2 separate regions of the Zea mays genome follow, and region 2 is linked to region 1. Evidence: chromatin contacts called from public Hi-C data. All regions are on one chromosome and are shown on one strand. The core of a region is the stretch at or near the end of the contact, and the rest is flanking DNA. Distances in the headings are between cores, read along the strand shown.

Region 1 (6,515 bases), core at 3,513-6,012:
TTTAATTAAAGAACCAGGGGGCACCCCTATTTTTGTTAGGGTACTTATTCAGTGTAGTTTACTAGAAAAATTTATTATACCCTGGTTTAGTATAAAATAAATAGGATACCTTTTATTTTAAGAAAACAAGGAAAACTTAGAAAAACCCTACAAAAATAACCCCAAGGTGAAAACACCCCAACCCTTGGGATAGTTACTGTTTTGTTATGAAGAACATAGGAAAAATATGAAATCTGCTGTTTGACATTTTCAAATAACAAGGTAGTGGAAAGTGCCTTTTTGGCATTAAACTTTGGAAAATCACAACTAAATAACCATCCCTTAGCTTTCTGTGATTTTTTGCACAGAAGCTTATTATTATTATTAGATGCCAACAAAAATAACCCTTAGGACAGAACCCACCCCTAGTTAAGAGTTGTAGTGCAAAGTGGCCCATTTACACAACTTTTGTTATTTTTGTCTAAAGCATAGCCTTTTTATTTTGAATCTCAAATTCCTAGAACAGGCTATATTGACCAATGGCAAGCCACTGTAATTTTTACAGAATTTTTGGAAAAGGTTAATTCACTGTTGTAGTTCAAACCTACACGAGAATTCATAAATAGAAAATAAAGAAAGGGAAAATGAATAATGGAAATTAGTGTCATCCTAAAACCCTTTGTAAATTGTCCACTGAAATATATAAAGGAAATATCAATCCACTATGCTTATCCTTAACAAAACTTAAACCTGGAGTGATAAGCATAAACCACTAAAAGCCACGTATGACCAAGAAACCCTAAGTTGCCAACTAACTTAGTTTTCTTCCTTTAGCATGATGTTATTAAATCCTGCATAATCATGACATACATATTCATTGCATTTCGATAGACTGTAACCTCGCTGACGGAGAGTACGTCCTCGTGCTGGAGCAAGGAGCTGCTCAGGAGGTAGCCCCGGATTCAGCACCAGAGCCTGCACCAGAGGATTTGCCTGCCACTGCTTTGGAAGGCAAGCCCCGGTTTTATGCATAACCTGTTATTTATGCTATTTTACTACACTTAATGATTGTAGGGTTGAATGTGCACTTAAGTGTAGGAGTTGTTTGAAACCCTAGTTGCATGATCTCAGGAATCCTATTGAGATGAATACTAGTATGCTAGGTCGAGTAGCTGCTTTATTAACTAGGATCTCGGTAGAAGTCGAGTGGTTTTTCTAGCACTCGCGTGAGGTCAGGAATTGGTTGTACCCACTTTCATATCATATTGATAGTTGGTTTGTGGACACGGATCCATGGGGATGCGTGGCCTATGAGATGAAATTGGAATAAGGATTAACGTGCGGATACATGTGTCAAGCGTTTGAACATACTAAGCACATACCGAGAAATATGGTAAATCGGTAAGCCTAGTACCTGAGTGAACCTGGCAGTGGACATATCCCCTCACGCGACCTGAGACGTGGTCTCCCATTCCGGTTATGGTGGGTACAAGTGCGGTCACTGCACGACGGCAGTCGGGGTCAGTGAGGCATTGTACGCCAAGGCGGTGAGCCCTGATGCGCTGACGAGGAATCGATGGGGACGGTTGATGTGTGTGGGGACGGAGTGCCCCTACATGTCGTGTGTTTAGGTTTACCTTGCAAGGATAAAAACTCGATTCGAATCGTCTGCTTCTCGCAGCTAATGAGACTGCTTGATCCATTGTACTGCATTGAGTAACAAGTGGAAATATGATGAGTTGATACAAGATGTTGATTGCTAAAAATGTTTGCTACCATGTATGAGTAGACAGTACATATTTAGCCTTAAGAGAGTCACACTTAAATTTGACAAAGTTAAAACTTGATTTAGAAACTCAGCTAGTGCTTTTGGCAACCAAACCCCACAGCCAAACAGCTGCATGTCTAGAGGTAGAGGAGTAGACTCCTCGCACCGGGTAAGTCTAGCTGAGTATTAGTATACTCAGCCTTGCTTGTGGCACAATTTTACAGGTTCTTTGGAGGACATGGTTGCTGGAGTGACTTGGTCGTCCATCTTGCCACCGGGTTGGACTGTCAAGTGGGACCCTGCCTCGGCCGAGGAGGAGCATGAGGAGTGATGGGACAGGCTTCCCCATCCCTCCATTTATCTATCGTTAGTTTTATTCCGCTGCACTTCGAACAATGATGACTACTTTTGCTAAACTCCGATGGTGATGTAATAATTTAATACTCCTTAATGTATGGTTTTATGCTTTATTGTATTTGCTCTGTGACTCACCATCGAGTGAGATTGTGGTACTTGATCCTGTCAGTGGCCTCGTCGGACTAGATCCGAGGGATTGACGGGTTATTCCTATTTAAGTGTGGTCTAGCCTCTAAGGCGGGGCTTAGGCACTTAAGTCGGAATAATTCGGGCAGTTCCGCCACAAGATCCGTCATGGCTTCTTCACCGCCTTGGAGTAGGTGTTTTAGTTGGCCGCTGTGATGTTCCTGGTCGTTCATTTCTTTGCAAGTTGTAGTACTACCAATTCTTTGCAGCCCCCAATGGTTCTCGCATTCATGAGGGATGAATGAAAATGTTCTGGCCCGCCCAACCAAAATGTTCTGTTGATATGCCAAGTATCCAGAGAGGAGATGATCGTCTAATCATGTTCTGTTGTTATATATTTCAAGTTTTGAACTGTGAACTAAGACTTTTATGGCTTTTGGTTGAAAGTGAGGTTGCAGCTTAGGAAGAGGAGAGATGAGGATGATGATGTCCTTCGTCTAATCAGTTTTAGTTTCAGACGGGTTTGTAAAACTGGGTAGCAAGTGAGGTTGCAGCTTGCTGCCAATTCTCTCTTCTCCACGCATTGTAGTTAGCCTGATTGCTTTACTCGTGTATGTTGTTATATAAATAAAGTCACATATTCGCATGGTTGTATGTATTATATTTGTAGATGTATTTTTTAACAAAAACCTATTATATTTCTAGATTATTCCTGCACCGGTTCGAGTTGGAGAAGACGAACTTCCACCGTCTTGGGATCCAATATCCTCTCCATTAGGTACTTGTTATATCCTAAATGTTTTTTCTTACATATTTTTTCGCTTATGTGGGTGTTTATTTTCTGCAATGAAATTCTTTTTAGTTAGCAATGGATGCGGCATTAAGTGATCACCTTAGGAAGAGGAGAGATGAGGATGATGATGATATGATGCTGTTTTTTTACCTATGCTACATATGTTGGGTTCTAGTTCCAACACGGTAAGGAAAAAATGCAAAGGAATACATCAAAATTAAGTGGTGAAGAGCATGTTCAGGAGTTGCTGCAAGGTCATGTGAAGAACTGTCGGGTAGCGTTCGGGATGGAGCCTGAAATATTCAAATCATTGGTGAATTATCTTAGAAGGGAGAGGCTGGTTCGTGATACCAGGATTAAGGTTGAGGAAAAGCTAGCATTCTTTTTATACATGCTCAGCCATAATGCCTCATTTGAAGACCTAATAGAAGAATTTGGGCATAGTGGTGATACATATCATCGTCGCATAAAGCATTTCTTTGACCTAGTTGTTTCTACCCACTCCAAGCAATTTCTGAAGCCACCAAATCCTAATCATGTCCATCAACAAATTGAAAGGAATCCTAGGTTTTATCCCTACTTCAAGGTGATTACATGGACTATTCCATGTTATGTCAATAATTGTTATTTTCCTTCCAATGTTTAGAAATTCACGTGTAGTTTTTTCTATGCAGAATTGCATTGGCACAATCAATGGCACTCATGTGCCTATATCGATATCACCAAACAAAGCCGCTCCATTTAGGAATAGGAAGGGCAGCCTTACTCAAAATGTAATGGTAGCGTATGATTTTGATCTCAATGTAACTTTCATATCTACTGGGTGGGAGGGGTCTACGACGGATGCTAGAGTTCTTAGAGATGCAATGAACAGTGGCTTCCAAGTACCCCTGGGAAGTTTTATTTAGTATATGGTGGTTATGCCAACACACCATCTTTTCTTGCCCCATATCGTGGAGTCAGGTATCATTTGAAGGAATATGGTGCAGGTCACCGAAGACCTCAAAACTACAAGGAGATCTTCAACCATCGCCATTCAGTGTTGAGGAATCATATTGAGAGGGCCTTAGGAGTTATAAAGAAACGCTTCCCCATCCTTAAAGTTGCCACATTTCATAAAATAGAAAACCAAGTGAAGATACCGATAGCCGCTGCCGTGTTGCACAACATTATTCGATCTCTCAAAGGAGATGAACAATGGTTAGAAGATCAACAAGAAAATGTTCAAGGCAATGTTGTTGACCTTCCAGATGGAGATCAAAGCAACGATCAGGGCAATGAACAAGGCAACAATCTTAGAGACACAATTACACAACAAATGTGGACCGATTATCAACAACATAGAAATAATTAGTGGTGCATTCAAATAGGATTTAATGTGTAATGAGTATCCTCCTAGTTTGGAAATGAAACAGTTTTCTTTGTGATAATGAGTATTCTCTAAAATTTAGTATGCTTTAGCCTTATTAGTATCATGTTCTAATTATGCTCATGTTATAAGTTAACATGGTTGGAAGGGGGTCACCAAGATTAAACATGTTTGGAAGAGGGTCACCGAGATTAAACATGCTCTTATCCAACGGTGCACAAAAGAAGAAATCTCCTACAGTTGCTGCTTCAAAGACACATGGAGGCTCTCCAAAAGGTATACATGTTGGTTCTTTCTAATTTGTCTTTGTTCTTTCTTATGTTGTTTATGTGCTGATTTGTAGGGAAAACAAGAGCAAATTGGAATTCTATGTTAGAGAAGACCCTTGTTGACTTGTTACATGAACACAATACTCCTGAATATAAGGGTAACAATGGTTGGACACCTGATGCATGGAACAAGATTGCTAAGGAATTTCAAGAGAGGGAAAGATATGCAGGTTTCTCAAAAGTTCAAATCCAAGAAAAGGAAAAAGAGTTAAAGAGAGATTACAAGATGTTGAAAGATGCAAGAAAACAAAGCGGGGTTTCTTGGGATGAGAGGAGGTGTATGATTCAAGCTCATCCACAAATATGGGACAACATAATCAAAGTAAGTTTATTTCTCCAATGATCGTTACATTTCATAGTAGTGTATATGAAATAAGGTGTTATGCTAGTATAGGAAAAATGATTGCAACAATTTTATAGCATCTTCTATGTACATATTTTCTGTATAGTTACTTTATGGATAAGATTTAGAACATGCCCTATAATTTGTTTTAGTAAATAAGTTGTTTGACTTTATTATGCAGTCATTTCCAAAGGCTAAGAAATTTCGCAACAAATCTTTCCCTCTCTTTGAAGCTTTGGGAGACCTACATGATGGTTAGTTTCACCATGTCACATCTATGCTTGTTTACCATGTTGTACTGTTCCTTGTACTAAAACTTCTATGTACAAGCAATACTGCTGAAGGGACCTACAACTTCACTTCTACTCAACCAAATGGTCCAGATCTCACACAAATTGGGACTGGAGATGTTTCTATCAACGTAGAAGACCATGAAGATGTGAGAGAGCTTCTGGCAGACCACGAACAAAATGAAGTAGAAGACAAAGTGTATGAAGTTGAAGGAGTGGATGTAAATGCTGATAAACAAGATAAAATACCAAAAAGGACTGTTGTTGTTTCAAGGAATGGAGAAGAAAAAGGACCAAAGAGACAAAAGAAGAGTTCCAACATAGAGGTATTGATGGAGAGGTACCTAAACATTAGAAGCAAACAAGCTGAAGATGAAGCAACACTATTAGCAAGAGAAAGGGAGGCAAGAGGAGGTGATGACTTCTCAATTAAGAATTGCATATCAGTTCTAAACACATTGGAGGTCACAAAGGAGGAGAAGGTCAAAGCCTATAAGGTGTTCAAGGACCCTGACAATCGCCAAATTTTCTTGAGCGCATGCAATGATGATAGAGAGGCTGCATTGATGTAGTTGAGGGACGAGATGGTTTAGCAGGTATACCTAAGGTTAACTGCATATCCTAACTCGATTTTGCATAGCTTGCATTATAAGAGGTCATGAATTCTACACAATAAGTATACAGATGATATGATAGCTCATGAGTTGTCTAGTTTTATACCTTAGTCTCGTTGCATGATAAGGGCTTGTTTAGTTTTATCTTTCTTTGCACTCCCTTTCTTTCTCCTCTTCCTTTATTTCTCCACTAGATTTAATTCAACTGCCTGTGGTGCTCCTTTGCAGCAAAATTTTTAGAAGCCAGGGATATTTACCATTCCAATATATATGAATGTATATTGGACCTATAGACTTGCTTCTTTACCATTGCAATCTGAATGTATATTAGACCTACAGACTTGATGTATATTTTCTTTTGGTGATCATTTGAAATTTGGATGTATATTTTCATGTTACATATGTAGTAGGAGTGTCTGCCCTACATTTGGTTGCAGGGTCTAATATATATTTTGGCAATGATGATACCAGGGGAAGCTGCTGCTTGTGATTGGAAGTAGTGTTTAGACTGCGTATCTGACAAAGGAGTATCATGCACACTAAAAGC
Region 2 (6,099 bases), core at 312-2,811, 290 kb before region 1:
TTAAACCTAGGTATAAGAAGTTATAAAATTAAGGTGGGGCCATGGCCCACCTTGCCCACCCCTTGCGTCTGCCCCTGTACAAATCCATGTTACAAATAAATCATTATTTTCCATACGAAATAGAGAACACCAGTTTTGTTTTCCTACAGACAACATGTAAGTGAGACCTGCAACATAAATCCATGTTGTGTAAAGTGAAAGGCTAGGAGAGTAAGTGTCCAAACCTGGTGATTAGCTCTGATTTTTCTGTGTCCCATTGCAGAACACAGAATTTGTACCTCTCCGTAGCAATGAAAAGAAAATCCTGAGTCTCATTCTGAGGATAAGAAACCAACAGAAAATCCATTTATAAAAAAACTTCAACACAAAGACAAATAAAGTATCTCAGATGGATGAACTGTAAACTAGCTTACATGAGGCCGGAAGAGCTCAATCGTTGCAATTCTCCCATATATAGGCACATCAAGCATCGGCTGGTACGCGAAGATATCATGCAGAAGATATCATAGTGAAACTACGCTGACAAATCTATAAATGACTAACCTGAAGGCCCTGAGGGGTAAGCAAATGGATCTCGATCCGGGTGCATTTCCTGAAAGGTTGATGCAGGTGTGCCTTAGTAAAGGATTGTACAGGCAATTGCCAACAGAAAAAAATCCTAACTCTGTTGTTACATGTATTTCTAGGCAGCAAATTCAACACAAACGTCTCAAGTTGTGTTGCCATGGAACATGTAGTTAGAATATGGTTGCTACATCCGATGTTTAGCTATCGCTCTAATGAGCTATAAATCGCAAATACAGAGAGAATCACGCCAGGCATGTGTCACTTTGTATTAGCTCGACTGTTGAACATCCCAGTAGGGACTGCCAAATTGCTAGGTAGGGTTTTACTGTGCTAGTCTCAGATATTGCATAACTGGGTGGTACAAACCCCGAAATTGCCCCTCCGGAATTAAAGAAAAAATTTAGAACGGGGAAGGGTGAGCAGAAATAAATCCGGAACAACCTAGACGAGATAGAGGAAACCACGCATTCCAGAGTGGTCTAGCTGAGGGCAAACCCTAGGCCGCGCCCCACCTACGTCCCAAAACCCTAGGAGACCCCGCAAGGTTTGCCCAATCTCAAGTGCTAGAGCATTTGGGAGCAGCGCTCCGAGTTAGATCGTACGTCGAGAGGAAGAAGACAGGGAGGAGGGGGGGTTGCTTGTGCGCTTACGCGATAATGAGGTTGAGCTGGTTGGGGCTGGTAAAGTTGCCGACGCAGGAATGGCTGACGCTTGTGGGCTTGTGCGCCGTGACGACGTAGTTCCACACGTTCATCTCTGCCGCCGCCGGGGAACAGTGGGCTCTGGAAGGTGAGGGAAGGAGGTGAAGGCGGTGGCGAAGGGAGCCGACAGCCGAGCCAGGGAGGGAGGAGATGGACTCTTTTCTAGCGCGGGCGCCGCGGATGGACGCTGCTGATGTGCTAGGACTAATAGGCCAGCGGCCTAATCGGCCCAGTTGTCTTGCTGTTGGACCGGGCCTTTTTAACGTCGTCCAAACTTGGAATCAATCGAATTCACGGCCGGAGGCATGTCAGATCGAAAGCTCCTTCAAAATCACTCTTGTTGTTTCTATAACTAGTGTCTAACTAGCGCCTTGGCGCGCTAATTTGTATGTTTCTAAAGAAATGTATATATAAAAAGAAGGGATAGAGGTTGAAAAAGAAAATTGATGTATTTTTCAAGAAAAAAGTATAATAACTATGTAAAGGAAGAAATCGGTAAACTGAACAACGTCTATCACAGTCATTTCAGATTTCTATCTAATGCCAAGGCACTAATTAGCAAGCAATTTTTTTCTTTTTTTTGAACACAAAGGGCCATCAAGCTAACATTGAGATATTTTTATCAGGAACCTGTAGTATGGTTGAAGCATATATATATAAAGGCTTGTTCATTTCGCCTTAAACAAACCAACATTTAACATTAGCTAAAGAGAGCTAGTTTGGATTTAAGGGCCCCAATTTTTTCCTCCAAAGCACAACTTTTATGGAACATGGAAAACACTCTAAGTGCATGTGCAACCCCGTTTAATATGAGGTCTCTTGAGGGGTCTCTAGTAGGCTAATTAAAGAAATACAACTACTCGATTCTTTATACATATTGTTTCTTAAATGTATTTATGATACATAGACTCTAAGTTGTATCATGCAGTCTCTTAGTTATCTCTTGTATGTGGAAAATCGAGCTATAGTCTCCAGGTTGTATATGCTCTAAGGTGGATCACGGACAAAACTTTGGTCATCTTTGTTTTCCCCAAAATGTTGGAGAACCGAATCCGTTTGAATTAAGAGAAAACGGATTCATTGTGTATGGATCCTTGAATTAAGGAGAACATGATTGTTCATTTTATCCCCTAAAACACCACCTTATGTACGTCTATTGAGAACAGTAGATGGTAGCATTACATTGAAAAATGTTACCATTGAAACAAATATTTAAAAAGTAAAATACCGACAAAATAGACTAGAATACTGCCTCACAAAACTTTCTTAAGCTTGTGGCTATTCGGGAAAGCCCACATGCTTGGTTTGTGAAAGTCGCCTAGAGGGGGTGAATAGGCGAAACCTGAAAATTATAAACTTTGAACATGCACTTCACCCAGGGTTAGGTTAGAAATAAATAGTAGTTAATTTGGAGTGCGAAATATAGTTCTTCTTGCTATGAATTGCTCAATCAATACAGATAACTTTGGGAGCTAACTCAAAACAATGTGAGCAAGAGAACTTTTAGTGAGAGGGGAGAGGGAAGAAACAAATCGAATGGTGAAGATCAACACAAGTGGATACGGTGATTTGTTTCCCGAGGTTCGGTTTCAAAGAACCTACTCCCCGTTGAGGAGGTCACAAAGGACGGGTCTATTTCAACCATTTTCCTCTCTCAGTCGGTCACCTAGACCGGTCGAGTGCTTCTTCTTAATCTCATGGGTCACTAAGACCCCGCAAGGATCACCACACAATTAGGTGTCTCTTGCTTGTTTTACAAAACATTTGGAAAGTTTAGAAGGAGAAGAAGAAAGCAACCAAGCAAACAAGAGCAACAAATGAAACACAAATCACCATCTCTCATGCCAATAAACACTTTTGATCACTTGACTTGATTATGGCACTTGGAGAGAATTTAGGGCTTTGAATATGTCTTTGGAGTGTATTCTTTGCTCTTGTATTGAGTGTAGATAGTGGAAAGCTTGGATGACTTGAATGATGGTGGTTGTGGGGTATTTATAGCCCCAACCACTATTCTAGTCGTTGGTTGTTCTGTTTGTCGACGGGCACACCGGAACTGTCCGGTGATTCCACTGAAAGTGCATTAATCTCTTTTGTGAGTTTTGGTGATTTGGATAACAACACATTTAAAGGTCTAACAAGTTTGCTAAGTGTTGAACAGGAAATTCAGTATGATGAACATACTTGAATAGTGTATAATGATCAGTGAACAAAGATTCAACACAAGATTAAATAACCAGTGAGACAATGCAGATGGATATAATATGATCTCTATATTGGTTTGAATTTATGGATAAGACCTGAGAAATCACTACATACATATGATCAGAATAGAGGATGAAGTGATTAAGAGGATTGGTCAAGCCAAAGTGAATAAGATATGAGGAATCATGAATTGGCTTGACCATATTACTATCAGTCCAGATATGCTTCTATGAGAATCAAACTAGAGCTTGATTGATCTTAACAGTTATATCTATAAGACATTCAAGCAAGGTTCAGAATATTGAAGAAATGATTCTCTCAATGGATGCTCAATATGATGTGACTCAAGAATGGCTTGATAGGGTGAAGATAGCAAGGAAAGGGCTTCGAGAAACTAAGCGAAGGTGAAGGCCAAGCGACGGGACCGAGGTACCATGGCTAAGGTTAAGAAGAGAGTACTTGCACTAAGTCGATGAACTAATCATGAAGAGTTATAATATATTGATGCATCAGTAAGGTGACTTGAAGCCATGATTTAAACTCATATATGGTGAAATGGTGCAAGTCATAGGGTTTGATTTGTGTTTGCTTCAAAAGGTGAGACAAAGATGTTTGTGATCCTTATGAAGCAACACCATGGAGAAATCACACACAAGACACGAATTACTCAAGGAGTTTACTTAATTATATTTTATTTAACTTGAGTACAAAAATCGTTGTATTATCAAGGGGATCCAAAAAGAAGGTTGGTGTTTGCCAAAGCTCAAGCCTCTATATTCAAAAGCTATTTCGAAAAACCAAAATCCCTTGGACACTCTGTGTCTGACTGTTGTTAAGATTGAGAAACTGAGAGTGTTCCTGTTGAAAAGCAGTTAAGCTTTTTCAGCTGAGTTGAACTTCAACTAAGTTGAGCTTCTTCAGCTATAGTTGAGCCTTTTCAGCTGAGTTGAACTTCAGCTGAGTTGAACTTCTTCAGCTGTAGTTGAGCTTTTTCAGTTGAGTTGAACTTCAGCTGAGTTGAACTTTTTCAACTGCAGTTGAGCTTTTTCAGCTGCAGTTGAGCTTTCTCAACTGCAATTGAACTTCAACTTCAACTATGAATCTCTTTGACCATACACCAGTTGAACCTACCTTCGGGCCAGTTGAGCTGAGGTTTTCTCTCCTAAACTTTTAAGAGCACCTAGAGAGGGGGTGAATAGGTGACCCTGTAAAATCAAATACTAAAAGCACAAACTTGGTTTATAAGATGTTAGTTAGATTAAACCAAGTTGCTATACCGAGAGCTCTTGAGAAGAAATCAATCACAGAGAAAAGCGACACAAGAGACACGGTGTTTTTATCCCGTGGTCCGGTTAAGTAACACTTGCCTACTTCCACGTTGTGGCGTCCCAATGGACGAGGGTTTCACTCAACCCATTTCAAGTGATCCAATGATCAACTTGAATACCACGGTTTTCTTACTTATCGTTGTTTTCCCGTTTGTGAGGAATCTCCACAAATTGGAGCCTCTCACCCTTACAAAGTTGTTCACAAGAAAAGCACAAGAGTAAGGGAGGGAAAGAAATACACACAATACTAGAATCGCAGCAACAATACGCACACAAGTCAAGAAGAGAGCACACAAGAACAATGCCACAAGTTCACAACACACTTAGTGCTCAAATCTCAGTCACGATGATGCAAATGTGTATTTGCGGAGTCTAGGCATCTTAGGATGTTTAGTGAATGCTTGGTGTAGTGCTCCATACGCCTAGGGGTCCCTTTTATAGCCCCAAGACAGCTAGGAGTCGTTGGAGTTCCATTTGGAAGGCAATTCTTGTCTTATGTCGGGTGGCGCACCGGACAGTCCGGTGCACCACCTGACATGAACAGTGCTTGTCCGGTACCCGATCTCCTTCCTTTTCTAGCGAAGCTGACTGTTGCGCCCTCGGTCCTCTTAGCGCACTGGACACTATCCGGTACACACCGGACAGTCCGGTGCTACCAAGTGACCGTTAGCTTGGGCCAGGTGTCGCTCGTTGATCGCGTTGTCGACCGTTGGCCGCGGGTGCCGTTGGCTCACCGGACAGTCCGGTGAATATTAGCTGCGGCGCCATCAATGAATTCCCGAGAGCGATGAGTTTGTCGCCGAGTGCTGAGCGCGGGCACTGATGGCTCACCGGACAGTCTGGTGATTTTTAGCCACGTCGCTGCCGCCGATTCCCGAGAGCAGTGACTTCACTACTGAACCAGCCTGTGCATCGGACACTGTCTGGTGCACCACCGGACAGTCCGATGCACCGAAGGCTAGTGCATATTTGGCTGGACTCAGCCCCTTCTCCATTCCATTCTCATTTGCATTGATATTGTTTCTAGCACTTAGGTAAATATGTTAGTATCAAAAACAATTCACTAAGTCTAGTGTCGGTGTTTTGGGTCCGACCGCGCACCTAGGGTTGCCCATCGAGGTGCTTTTTGGAGTAGGACGGTGTTACTAACTGTAGCTCGATGGTTCGCGTTGGATGCACGAGAGACAGTGGACAATTTTGTACAGGTTCGGGCCGCTTTGAGATGTGTAATACCCTACGTCCTGGCGTGAATACTTTGTGTGGTGGGTTACAAGGAGGTTCTCTAGTATCGAGGATGT

The links. A called contact is a pair of places that touch in the nucleus more often than the background predicts.
Region 2: a contact with region 1 is called in a Hi-C map of ear, with 5 times the contacts expected there. The contact joins the promoter of LOC103635427 here to the promoter of LOC103635426 in region 1. A contact is called at or near these places in 6 of 25 Hi-C or Micro-C datasets (bundle sheath, ear, leaf and 1 more) and 1 of 3 datasets of contacts at active chromatin or transcription factors (leaf).

What each region holds. Positions count from the first base shown.
Region 1 is chr8:79,021,107-79,027,621 of Zm-B73-REFERENCE-NAM-5.0, reverse strand. LOC103635426 reads left to right here and starts at 4,762. Exons shown (of 3, transcript XM_020542715.1): 1 at 4,762-5,043; 2 at 5,246-5,322; 3 at 5,395-5,926. The coding sequence starts at 4,762. The coding sequence ends at 5,926.
Region 2 is chr8:79,305,622-79,311,720 of Zm-B73-REFERENCE-NAM-5.0, reverse strand. It overlaps LOC103635427, which reads right to left and starts at 1,561. Exons shown (of 19, transcript XM_020543320.3): 1 at 1,218-1,561; 2 at 544-592; 3 at 414-473; 4 at 225-316. The coding sequence starts at 1,321.